Regions from separate parts of the Arachis hypogaea genome. Here region 1 is linked to region 2. The links are chromatin contacts, called in public Hi-C maps. All regions are on one chromosome and are shown on one strand. The core of a region is the stretch at or near the end of the contact, and the rest is flanking DNA. Distances in the headings are between cores, read along the strand shown. Region 1 holds the start of LOC112715663 (ubiquitin-ribosomal protein eL40 fusion protein). Region 2 holds the start of LOC112715660.

Region 1 (6,812 bases), core at 246-2,745, 520 kb after region 2:
ACAACCCGTTCGTCAGACATAGGCTGGCCACCGAGTCGGTCAGACCATAAATTTTCAGGCACTCGTTGTTGACCTGTCAAGGTACTTCCTGGTAGACTCCCCGTTTCTTTGGGTCACACCTAGGAGGTTGATTGGGTGCTTGGCTTTAGCGATACGTGTGGTGAATTGCGACATAAAGCTGCACGTTATGTCCGAGAAGGTCCTCATGGACCCTTTGGGTAGCGCATTGAACCATCGAATTGATGGTCCTGCCAAGGTTATGGGGAAAGCGCGACACCTCACCTCGTCGCCCACACCCTCGAGATTCATCCTAGCCTCAAAGGCCATTAAGTGTTCCCAAGGGTCTTGGGTTCCGTCATATCACATGTCCGTTGGCATAAGTGCTTCGGCAGCCAGACCTCGAGAATGAAGTGGTGAAAAGGGGTTGCTCCCATAATTATTGGGTTTCGTCGCCTTCTCAGCTTCTCTTTGCTCTCTTCTCGGTCTTCTGCCTCAGCATGAGTCGCAAAGGGCTGAGTGTAGATTATGGGGTCTTGTCGTCTTCTCGATATTTTTCTGCTTTCGCCTTGGCTGTCTGACTCAGCGTGGGTCGGGGGAGACCGAGCAACTGTTCTATGCCTGGCATGTTCGTTCCTCTAGGGACTTCTCCTCCGGGGTTCCACCGTTTGCGGAGGAGATCGGGTGTGAGAGGGGATTCGGGCTAGGTCAAAAACGGTCCCTAGCTGCGAGCTCCATCTCGAGATTTTGCACCCAATGGCGCAGTTCCTGCATAATTCTCGTGTTATCGCCCCCGTCCCCCCGAAAGGACGCCTTTCACGAGAGGGGGAGGGGGTTCGTTCCTGCGAGAGGGGAATCTCGTGCGCTCGCGAGAGGATGCTAGGGAGGCCGCCCAGCTCGTACGGTAAGTGCCCTCTTCCTTGCGCGCCTCGCCTCCTTGTCCTTCGACCGGCCCCAACAAGAAGTCTATTGATGCCAGCGGTCCCCACAGACGACGTTAATGTTCTGTTTCTCGGCTCCTGAACAGGTCGGGTGTGCCAAATGCTTAGAGATGATGGGGAAGCTGGATTCGGATAACCTTCACGCGTCTAGATCTCTCGGGCCAGCGTGTAGAGGAGGAGGTCGAGGCTTGAGTTCCTCCCATGTTTGTGATGTGGAATGGGGGGCCACCTGCAAAAGGACTCCGACGCTCAAGTCAGCGTTCATACAAGGCGGCAGATAGGGTAAAGGATATATGTCGTACCTTTGGGGAGGGGTAGGACCCTCCCCTTATATAGTCTATACTAGGGTGAGTCCCATATGAGTAGATCCACTTTCTGGAAAGTATTCTTCCCAATTTTCAAGTGCCTTAATGACGAGGAGGTAACATTTGGGTTGCCTCCTCGTTCAGGTCGTGTGAAGCTGTCGGTCAATCGATTCCAAATAGAGGGCTAGCTGAACTGGGCCAGAACAATAAATTTAAATAAAATGATGAATAAACTTGTCAAATATTAAAATTATTCAAAAAATTTTATGGATTATTCTTTGAGATTTTTTTTTTATGAGCATCTGAACCTTTTGAGTTAATAATAATAAAAGCAAAGAATTGGTGTCGGAATAAGAAAAACGGGTTTCCAGTCAAAGCGTTATCTTAGAAACCCTAATCGTAAAAATCCGACCCCTATATATCGTAAAGTACGCAGAAACCCCAAAACTAACCGAGGTTTTGTGAGGGGGGAGAAAGAGAGAAGTAGAAAACAAAGAAAGATGCAGATCTTCGTGAAAACCCTAACGGGGAAGACCATCACCCTGGAGGTGGAATCTAGTGACACCATCGATAACGTCAAGGCCAAGATTCAGGACAAGGAAGGTTTAGTATTTTCCGCCTTTTTCATATTGATTATCTTGTTTGCAACACAAAAGATAACCACAAAACATTGATTCTGATTTTTACTCCTGGCTGTGTTAGGGATTCCGCCGGACCAGCAGAGGTTGATCTTCGCCGGAAAGCAGCTTGAGGATGGCCGTACACTCGCCGATTACAACATCCAAAAGGGTTAGTCCGGCCATTTCGACATCGTAATTCTCGGAATTTAAAAACAGAAAGGAAATTCATGTCTACTTTTAATTGATTTGTTGAAACTATATTTCGGACGAATAATGTATGAATTGTGAGATTGTGAGAACTTGCGAAGTTGGAAAATGGATGATGGAAATAATTAATTCAGTATGAAATGTGTTTTAGGAAATGTGTATTAGGAAAGATGGTTTACTTTATTCCTGTCCAATGAGGATGTTGAATCTGGTGAAGTGCCTAGAATAATGATGGTTTAGATTTCGAGTCTTATTGGATCAGTTATCATTGTCTTGCAGAGTCGACATTGCATCTTGTTTTGAGGCTTCGTGGTGGAATTATTGAGCCATCTTTGATGGCATTGGCCAGGAAATACAATCAGGATAAGATGATCTGCCGCAAGTAAGTTCAAACACTACAATCTTGTTTGTTAAAAGTTTTAGATTGTTCATTATGGAAGTAGTACTTCACAAAAAAGAAAAGTTTAATGGTCGGCAATTTTAATTTATATTAGCAAACACTTTTAACCAGTAGGCCGACATCTTTAGGCCAACAGCCCAACACCATTTCTTTTAGGAAACACTTTTATCTATTGTTGGCTTATTGCTAGCCAAAAACAATAAATTGGATTGGCCTTGTAAGTTGTAACTCTGTTGCTTCACAAAATTTGATTAGTTCAATTTTTCTTGATAGCTACTAGTGCTTACTATGTGGTGGTTGATGAAACTGCCTGAAGTTAGTGCCTTCTTTCAGATGATAAATATCCAATTTAAAATCTTTGAAGGAAGAATTTGATTTAGAAAAATTTCGGTGACAAATTTGGATGACCATTTACTCTATAAACTTACTGGTATTATAGCTTTTATAATTTGTACTGATGGAATTATTACGTTATCAATGGATTCTTTTCAGAAATTATGAGTTTAACTGATTTGTTGATCAACCTGCATTTAGTAACTGGTTAATAGCATAATTGCTAACCCTCTATTAATGACTAGATTAACTTGAATTGGTTTGTTTATTATTGATGACTAGAATAACCTGTGTTGGTTTGTAACATTAAAATTTGGGACTATTTCTACATTTGATCTACTTTGCCTAAATGGTTATATTGTGCTTTGCAGGTGTTATGCACGTTTGCACCCTCGTGCTGTCAATTGCAGGAAAAAGAAGTGCGGGCACAGCAACCAGGTACTGCTTACAAAATCGGAAAATCTAATTTGCATGGTATTTTTTATCTATTATTTAGTCATTGATTTTGTATTTCTATTGTAGCTGAGGCCAAAGAAGAAGATCAAGTAAACTGTTCTGATTGCAACCAATTTCATTAGCGTTTTAGTATTATAGGGAATGTGCTGAAAAGTGTACTGGCAGTTACCTATTTTTTAAAGATTTTGTTATTCGGGTTGAGTGTGTTACCATCATTCGTGCTTCAGTTCCATGTGATGAGACATGCTTTATGATAATAAAACATGTCCACAGCCCACATTATCGGATTCTCATATTTTACAATTTACTTGTGTTATGGTAGCTTCTTGCCCGTTACAAGCTATGAGCTACTAATTTACTCGGATAATCATAACACTATTCTGGCTCTATTATTACGTTGGATCGCATGCGTAATCTTTTTTATCTTATGCTGGAATGAAAAATTTGTGGCACTAAATCCGTAATTATCTGAGGTAACAAATGTTTTAGTGGCGCGAAAGATGACTTGTTCAAAATTATGTTGAGGCGTTATGGTATTAATTCATCACACTACGCGTGCAAATGGTGAAGTATATTGAATATTGTTGCCATTGCATTCAAAGTGGTCATCTGTGTCTTTTCTGATGAGTTAACTAGCTCCAATCCAATGGTTCCATAATCCGGTGTATCTTATCTTTGCCGAATCCTTCACTTCATTATATGGATAATAAACAATGATGAATTACGTAGCTTGAAATATGCCTAGTATAGAGGCATCCGCCGCAGATATTATCTGTTATGAAAGCCAAGCCAAACGTCAAGACCATTTGATATTTGCATGCAACTTAGATTTATTTTATCTGCGTTTTTAATATCTAATCTTATGATCATTAATATTGATAAGTATACCTGGTTTGGAAAATGTTCTGGATCATCTTGCGAGGTGATTCCTGCGCTGCATACTCCAACTGAAGCACCTCTTCCGAAGATAAGCGCCAACCAAGAGCACCCAAGTTCTCTTTTACTTGCTTTATTGTCTTCACTCCCGGAATTGGAATTGTGTCTTTACATATGCACCAGTTTATGGCGACCTAACATGGTAAAAGTAAAACCGCAGCAGCATTAGATAACTAAAACATGTGATGTGGCACAAGCAAACTTGGTCAGCATTGTCATTTGCCTTGTCATACACACCATAAGTAAGAAGACAAGGACACTTGCTCTGTGGTTTTCTAGAGACCCTAGAGGGCATTTAGAAAGCTTTTAAATGAAGTTGCGTGGGGGAACACGGCATTTATAACACAACAATAAACGCTGTTTGGTATGGTTGTTGATCCTGGCAACAAACCAGAGATGAACTATATTCAATGACATTATTTCAACTCAAAGAGCTTCAAGCACAACAGAAGAATGAAACAGAGAAAGAGAATTGGAGAAAATGTGCATTGCAAGAAAGTGAATGAATATTATGATTGCATTCACTAATCACATGATACATTAATATCCTATATATACAGAGAGTAATGCTCACTGCAATTGAGCCTAATGCAGTCCAATTACAGCTAGCAAAACAGATTTAGACTAAGTCAACTCTAGTTATAACAAACTCTATAACTAACTTACTCACTTGTAGATCCCTCAAACATAGTTGTAGTTGTGGTAACTACTCTAAGTTTGTCTCTAAACCTGTGAAAGAGAGGTGCAGAAAGAGGTTTAGTAAAAATGTCTCCTATTTAATCAGATGAAGGAATGTGGCCAACATAGAGTTCTTTATTGTTGACCATGTCCCTAAAGCAATAAAGATCAATCTCGTTTGCACCTTGTATGTAGAATAAGATTAGCTGCAAATAGACAAGCACTTTGATTATTGCAATAAATGGTCTGAGTTGTGTAAGAAGTTGCAGGATTGATATAAGTTCAAATTGAGCTGCTGCCATTGCTTGATATTCAACCTCAGTGCTACTCCTACTCACTTTAGCTTGTTTATTGCTTTTCCATGACACTAAGTTATTCCCTAAGTACACACAGTAGCCAGTAATATATTTTTGACCTTCCAAGTCTCCTGCTCACTTTGAATATGTAAATGCAAGAAGTCTCAAATCAGTGCATTTGTTAAACTTTAATCTTGAATGAACTGTACCTGCAACATATCTGAGAATCGTTTCACAACCTTCCAATGCTCAATAGTGGCAGAGTGCAAGAGTTAAGAAACTTTGTTGCACAGGCAAGGTTAGGTCTTGAAATTGTCAAATATTGAAGAGCTCCAACAATTTCTCTAGATTGTTTGGGGTTCTCGAAATGATCAGCACTAGTAAAAGTCAATTTTTAATGAGAAAACCATAGGGGCATATGGTTGACAGTATCCATCTTTGCCTTGCTAAGCAATTCTTTGACATATTTATGTTGAGAAACTAAAAGTGTAATATCTGTCAGATAAGAAAACTCTAAACCAAGGAAATAACTCAACTTGGCAAGATCCTTTAGAGGAAAAATTTGATCAAGAGCAGAAATTAGTTGATCAATTTCATGAGCATCACTACCAGTTACAACAATATCATCAACATAAGCTAAAAGAAAAATTGTAGATTTGTTAGAATGTCTCACAAATAATGAAATTAATTAGAGTAGTAGTTAAGGTATTGAACCAAGCTCTTGGAGATTGTTTCAATCCATAAATTACCTTTCTAAGTTTACAAACCTTTGAGTCATTACCTACTTGGTACACTGCAAGTTGAGTCATAAAAACTTCTTATAGATTGCCATTTAGGAAGGCATTGTCAAAATCGAACTGCCTTAGAATCCAACAAAGAGAAAATGCAATGGTGATGACAATTCGAACTATAATAGGCCTCACTACAGGGCTATATATTTGACTGTAGTCTATGTCTTCAATTTGAAGAAATCTTTTGGCAACAAATCTTGCTTTGTATTTGACTATACTGCCCAAAGGATCTCTTTTAATTGCAAAGACCCATTTTGACCCTAAAACAGTTTTATTTGATGGAGGATCCACCAAATCCCATGTTTTGCATCATGAAAGAGGTTGAAATTCAACATCCATAGTCCACTTCCAGTGAGGGCATTGGAGGGCTTGTTTGACATTTTTCGGTATATTTTGAGTCAAATCATATGAGACTGAAGTAGAAGGAATCAAAGCTTGAGGTTTTGAATTTTTTTATTTTGACCTTGTGATCATACTTTGAGTGTTTGTAGTGTGTTGCACATTATGTTGAGATGTAGAATCAAAAGGTAAGCATATTTCAAGACCTGAAATGGGTATAGGGTCATGGCTGGATGTAGTATGTGTTGGAGCCTTGGAGGGTCAATATGATCAATTGCTTGATGATCAATGGTTACTAGAGAACTTTGATTTTGATGTGTCTGAGACGGTGAGGATTTAATAGAGGTTGGTGAAGGTTGTGCTGTAGCTTTAATAGAGGAAGAGGGATTTGTAAAAGTAAAAGTCTACACTTTGCTTGGTGAGGTGTAAGAAATAAGAATTATATGGAAAGTCTGTTTCATCAAATATATCATGTCGAGTAGTGTATCTTACCTTCTTTTGTCATGCATTTAT
Region 2 (6,206 bases), core at 446-2,945:
TAATAATAAAACAAGTTTACACAATTAGGGGTGTGCGCCATGCGCATGTCAACCTTTCTTGGAGAAATCTATTCGGGGGCTGAGTGTCTGATGATCTAAAACAACCTGCTTGCCCTGAAAAAGTACTGACTCCATCAAGCTCCAAATCCTGACAATAATTTTCAGCCATAGTTATAAGTGAATGAAATCCCCCTTCTAAACAAGCTTCTACAATGCACAAAGGGACCAGGTTACCAGGGAAAGGACACATTAGTTAGACTCTAGAACAAATTATATACCATCTTGGCATCATCTGACTTTGAAGGGCATATTGGTTGATCATCAGGCACAGCAGAGTTTGCTAGCGATATTTCTTGCAGAATGTCTGGCAGAAGAGAAAGCTGACCATCTGAGCAAGGCATAGCATTCTGAGAAATTAAAGCATGGAATTGGTCCACAGCACGATGAAGGTTATCAAAATTTAAGGGTTCAACAGAACTCATCAAAACAGGCAAATTCGGAGCTTCTGAACTGTATTTTGCAATGGTAGTCTTCCCCAAAAATGTCCAGTTATTCCAGTCAAGGGATGAGGTACCATCCTGCATTGGTAAAATTTATGTCTAACTCAAATTAGAAGAAGTTGCAGAAATTAAAGCTAACAAAGTAAGTATTAAGCTACCAATGATCATAAATAAGGAGTATCAAATTACCAACACAAATACCACTACCTGACAATTTTCAAAAATATGAACAGGACCCGAAATTCTTCCATCCTCTCTCCTGTCTGTGCATAAACAATGTTTTCTCTTATCCAGCTCCTGAGATTTCTTCCCTAATTTCCATAAAGAAAAAAATGGGTGTATTTGCTGCCCGGCAAACATCCTCGAATACTCCTGAATCAAAGAGATATATGTTGATCACAAATGGGTTGCAAAGGAACAAAAGTAGCTGAATCATGTCAGCACAGAAGTTTTATGTTCAATGTCTTAACTCTTAAAACACTCATATAGACCACATTGTTAATCCACACGCATTGAAAAAAGATATACGTACAAAAAAAAAAATATAGGGCAAGCTGCCAACGAGACACTAACCTCCGCTGACAATTTCGCCTCCAACCGCAAATCAATCTTCTGAACTGAGTCTGATGAAGCTGTCTCCTTAATTCGATTAACCAATACATTTTTCTTTGTCGTGCTACTCTGCTTAAGTAATTAGCATACATTAGGAAAACTGGAACTCCATATTTTAAAATTCTCAAGTCTAGAACTGAATGCGGTAACAAATATAAAAAGTAATAATAACCGATACTTTGGAAACTCTCCTGCAGGCAGTGACTGTTTTGTTACACTTTCTCCGTTTGATGCCACTGAAACCTTCTTTTTCCCCTGCTTCATGGCGGTTCGGTGAACCAATATCGTTGGGATTGGGCATCCGTACCGCATTCTTCATCGGCGGAGAATTCGTGCAAATTATGGTGAATTTCGGGCCCTTGGTGAATTAGGGTTTTGGCATTTGAAGTTAATTTCAGTGTAGAATATAAAGGGAAAATGGGATTCAAAAAAACAAGTATCTTTCCATGCATCTGAATCAAAATTCAATTTTTTCGGTTCTCCATTTATCTAAACTATGATTCTGAAAATTCAAACCGGTTTGTCAAACCAAAAAAACGGTTAACAAAATCGGTTGTAATCAATAATAGAAGCAATATTAAATTATGTTCGGTTGTAACAAAATATAGTATTATAGTGTTCGGCCGCTTTTTCATTATTTTTAAAAAATTAATTTTTATATTTTTATTTTAAAATTATGTATTTAATAAAATAATTTAAATATTAAAAATAAAAAATTAAAAAAATATTATTTTAAATTATTTAACTTTTAAAATGCATAAAATTTATACATTTAAATTAAATAAGACATTTAAAATTTTTTATTACGTTGTTATTATGTGTAAAAAAAATTAAAATAAAAATTTAGAAATATTTTTTATAAATTAACTATTTATAAATATTATTAGGTTTATTTATTTATTTTTATGAGTATTTAATTTGAATTAGAAATAAAAAATTATATTTAAAGTATTTTAATTGATAAAGATATCTTTTAATTTTATTATTCAATTTTTAAAATTATTTTTAATTTTATTATTTTTTAAAATTATTAATTTATATTTTTATTATTGTCTTAATGTCATTGTGATATTACATTGTTTTTTTTTTGTTTTTTTTCTTCTATTTTCTCTTTACTGATAGTTATTAATTATCACCAAATATTATTATCACAACTTTTATCTTGATTGTTACATATAATAACAACCTAATAATTTTAGTATTATACTTAAATTAATTTAAATTTTATTATTCTATACATTAGAAAAAATTAAATAACTTATAAAATTTTTATTTTTATTTTTATTTTTATTTATTAATAATTTATTATTTATTAAATTTTTTATTTTTTATTTCAAATTTATAATTTAAAAAACATAAAAATTAATTTCCTAAAAATATTAGAAAAAAATAACAATATAAAAATTACAATTTTTTTTAAATTAAATGAAACTAAAATCTTAAAAATTTTATTAGTTAGAGACATAGAAGTTGTTGACATATTAGATCTAGAGAAAGATTAAGAATTATTACAAATAAGTGTTAAGAGTAGGAGAGATATTTAACAATGTAATGTTTTTATATTCAATTGTATATGTTAATAGTAGCTAAAATAGTAGTGTCCATATAATATTACTCTTCTAAGAAGATATAATATATTTGATATTTTTTTTATAATTGTTGACAAGTTTTATAATTTGATTAACAAAAAATATGAATACTTAATATCTTAAATTTTGTCGGAAAGCAATAAAATATGACTTAACAAAGATCTGAAAAATTAATACAATGGTAGTTATGGATCAAAGTGATAAACAAAAATGAGAGTTGGGATAATAGTACGGTGATAATTAATTGTGATTGGGATGAATAGAACAAGAAAAAAAAAGAATAAAACAAGGCAACATAATAATAATGATAAGAGAAAGAATAGTGTATAATATGATGAGATAATATAATCAAAATAAAAATTAATAATTTTAAAAAATTATAAAATTAAAGATAATTAAAAAGGTTGAAGATAAGATTGAAGAAATATATTTTTTATCTATTAAAATTATGGATGGAGATAAAGAATATTTTGGATATAAATTTTTAAATTTGTTTTTAATTAAATAGGATTGAGAAAATAAACAAATTTAATAATATTTATAAATAACTAATCTTTAAAGAATATTAGTAAAATTTTATATTGATTTTGTTACACATAATAATAAATTAATATTTTTTTAATCTTATTTTTTAATTTAAATTTGTTTATTTTAACATTTTATATGGTAAATAATTTAAGATATTTTATTTTTTTATAATTTATTTTTAATTATTATTAAATTCATAATTTTAAAATAAAAATATAAAAATTAATTTCTTAAATTCAATAGAAAAGCGGCTCAACAGACACGATAGTGCCTGGTGAGCCGCTAGTAGAATATAAAAGGAAAATGGGATTCAAAAAATCAAGTATCTTTCAATGCGTCTGACGTTAGGATTTTTGCCAATAAAGAATTTCATAAAAACAGTCGCGTTGTAGATATAGTCTCTAAACCAACAGAAATCCCTTCGTACAAACGTTTTGGTTGTCACAAGTAACAAACCCCTTTAAAAATTGTTAACCGAGTATTTAAACCTCGGGTCGTCTTCTCAAGGAATTGCAGGGAGGTATGTTCTTATTATTGGCTATGAAAAAGGTAAAATTGGGGTTTTGGAAGTAAAGGTGGGAATATGTTATATGACAAGTAAAATAAAATAATAATAACTGTAAAATAAACTCTTGGCAAGATATGGGAACTGGAGGTCCTATCCTGGTTATCCTTATCAATTGTAATGAGAATTGGATTTTTCTCCCACTTTGTTAACCTCTAACAATGAAGGTAAGTTAAGTGGATGAATTCCAATTTCCAATTAACAATGAGTTTGATAACTCAAGAGTCGCCAGTTATTTAACCAAAGCCAAAAGGAAAACTATCTACTCGAATGAAAATAATTTGGATAAGTACCGACAACATAAATTAAAGAAAGCAATCATAGATCTGAAATATCTCAAATAGCATTAATTTAAAAGAGTAATCTGTAACATGAAAGAGTTCATAAATTTAATTGGAAAAATAAATAAAAAGGAACATTGAACCTGAATCGAGAGTCACTCTTAAAAACCAAGAGAAGTCCTAAATCCTAGTTTCTAAAAATCCTAATTTCTAATCCTAATCCTAATCCTAAGAGAGAGGAGAGAACCTCTCTCTCTAAAAACTGCATCTAAAATTGTAAAAAGTAAATTATGAGTGCATGATCTGAATGGATGCAATCTCTCTACTTTATAGCCTCTAATCTGAGTTTTCTGGGCCGAAAACTGGGTCGAAAATAGCCCAGAAATCGCTGGAGAAGAAATCTGCCACGCTGGTTTTTCGTCACTGCGACGCGGCCGCATGAAGCACGCGGTCGCATCGCCTCGCGTCAGGGCCACTATGGCATATTATATATCAAATCGAAGCCCCGGATGTTAGCTTTTCAACGCAACTGGAATTGTGTCATTTGGACCTCTGTAGCTCAAGTTATGGTCGTTTTAGTGCGAGAGGGTCAGGCTGACAGCTTTGCAGTTTCTCCAACTTCTTGTATTCCTTCCACTTTTGCATGCTTCCTTTCCATCCTCCAAGCCATTCCTGCCCTATAATCTCTGAAATCACTTAACACACATATCAAGGTATCTAATGGTGATAAGAGAGGATTAAACATAGGGAACTTAAGGTCAAAGAAGCATGTTTTCAATCAGAGCACATAATTAGGAAGGCAAATGTAAAACCATGCAAATAGTATGAATAAGTGGGTAAAGAGTTGATAAGAACCACTCAATTGAGCACAAGATAAACCATGAAATAGTAGTTTATCAACCTCCCCACACTTAAACATTAGCATGTCCTCATGCTAAGCTCAAAAGAAGCTATAAAGGAATGAAGAGGAATGATAGAATGTATAAGATGCAACCTATGAATGCAACTAAATGCAAAATGTTTCTACCTACTTGGTTAAAAATAAATAAGTTCTTCAAGATAAATATGAACTGGATTTCACTAATTCAAATCACAAAATACAATACAAATAACTTGCAAGAAGAAGATAGCTCATGAAAGCAGGGAACATAGAATTGAGCACTGAACCCTTACTGGTAGTGTATATCATTCTAACTCTCAAGTGTCTAGGGTCAATTCTCTCAATTTTCTACAAATCTTGCTTTCTATAGCTTGCTCTTCATCTAACAATCAACAAAAATTTAATGCACCAATACACAAATCAAGAGGTCTTTTAAGGGTTGTAATGGGGTTAGGGTCAAGATAGGATTGTATTTGGCCAAGTGGACTAAAATTTGAATCCTTAATTAACATAAACTATTCCACCTAACTTAGGACAATCCATGTAATCATAATATAAAATCTGACTTCCCATTAACTATGTTTTCTACATATTCATGCATTCTAATTTCAAGTACAACTTATATGCATTGCTTTCACCACTTACTTTGGGGCATTTTGTCCCCTTTCACTTATTTTGCTCTTTTTTTATATATTTTTTTCTTTTGTTTTTCTCAATGCATATGATTAATTTATTGAATGCATGAACATGTCCTAAACATTTCTTTCACATTTTCAGAAAATTCTAACATACTCAATTCTCAAACCAGATATTTCCAAACCCACTCTTCCCCACACTTAATTCATAAGCATTCTCACTAGTCTAAGCTAACCAAGGATTCAAATTAAGGACATTATTGTTTTTCGCTTAGAGTTAATGATGTGCTAAAATAAAGAACAAAGGGGTAAAATAGGCTCAAAATTGGTTTGCAATAGATAATGAAAAGGTTAAGGCCATATGGGTATGTACGCTCAATGAAACAAGGCCTCAATCATATAAGTGTATGCATACATTAAACAATGGAAATATAGAATCAAGCAAGACAAATATTACAATTTTAGAGAGAAAAAATACACACTAAAACAAAATTTTGGTTGATAAAATGCAACCAATTCAAATAGGCTCAAAATCTCACAGGTTTTGTGTGTCCGAACTCTAAACCATGTTCCAAAATAATATTTCTTCAAACAAGTGTAACATTAAATTTTATTC

Evidence for each region. A called contact is a pair of places that touch in the nucleus more often than the background predicts.
Region 1: a contact with region 2 is called in a Hi-C map of leaf, with 2.4 times the contacts expected there. The contact joins the promoter of LOC112715663 here to the promoter of LOC112715660 in region 2. A contact is called at or near these places in 2 of 8 Hi-C or Micro-C datasets (leaf and an unstated tissue).

What each region holds. Positions count from the first base shown.
Region 1 is chr10:71,703,361-71,710,172 of arahy.Tifrunner.gnm2.J5K5, forward strand. It overlaps LOC112715663 (ubiquitin-ribosomal protein eL40 fusion protein), which reads left to right and starts at 1,496. Exons shown (of 5, transcript XM_025767452.3): 1 at 1,496-1,846; 2 at 1,946-2,032; 3 at 2,350-2,452; 4 at 3,175-3,241; 5 at 3,326-3,654. The coding sequence starts at 1,744. The coding sequence ends at 3,352. LOC112715662 (pyridoxal reductase, chloroplastic) reads right to left here. Exons shown (of 11, transcript XR_011866647.1): 8 at 5,058-5,378; 9 at 4,866-4,924; 10 at 4,148-4,329; 11 at 3,765-4,031.
Region 2 is chr10:71,183,611-71,189,816 of arahy.Tifrunner.gnm2.J5K5, forward strand. It overlaps LOC112715660, which reads right to left and starts at 1,696. Exons shown (of 16, transcript XM_072204890.1): 1 at 1,291-1,696; 2 at 1,074-1,181; 3 at 708-872; 4 at 279-578; 5 at 54-148. The coding sequence starts at 1,431.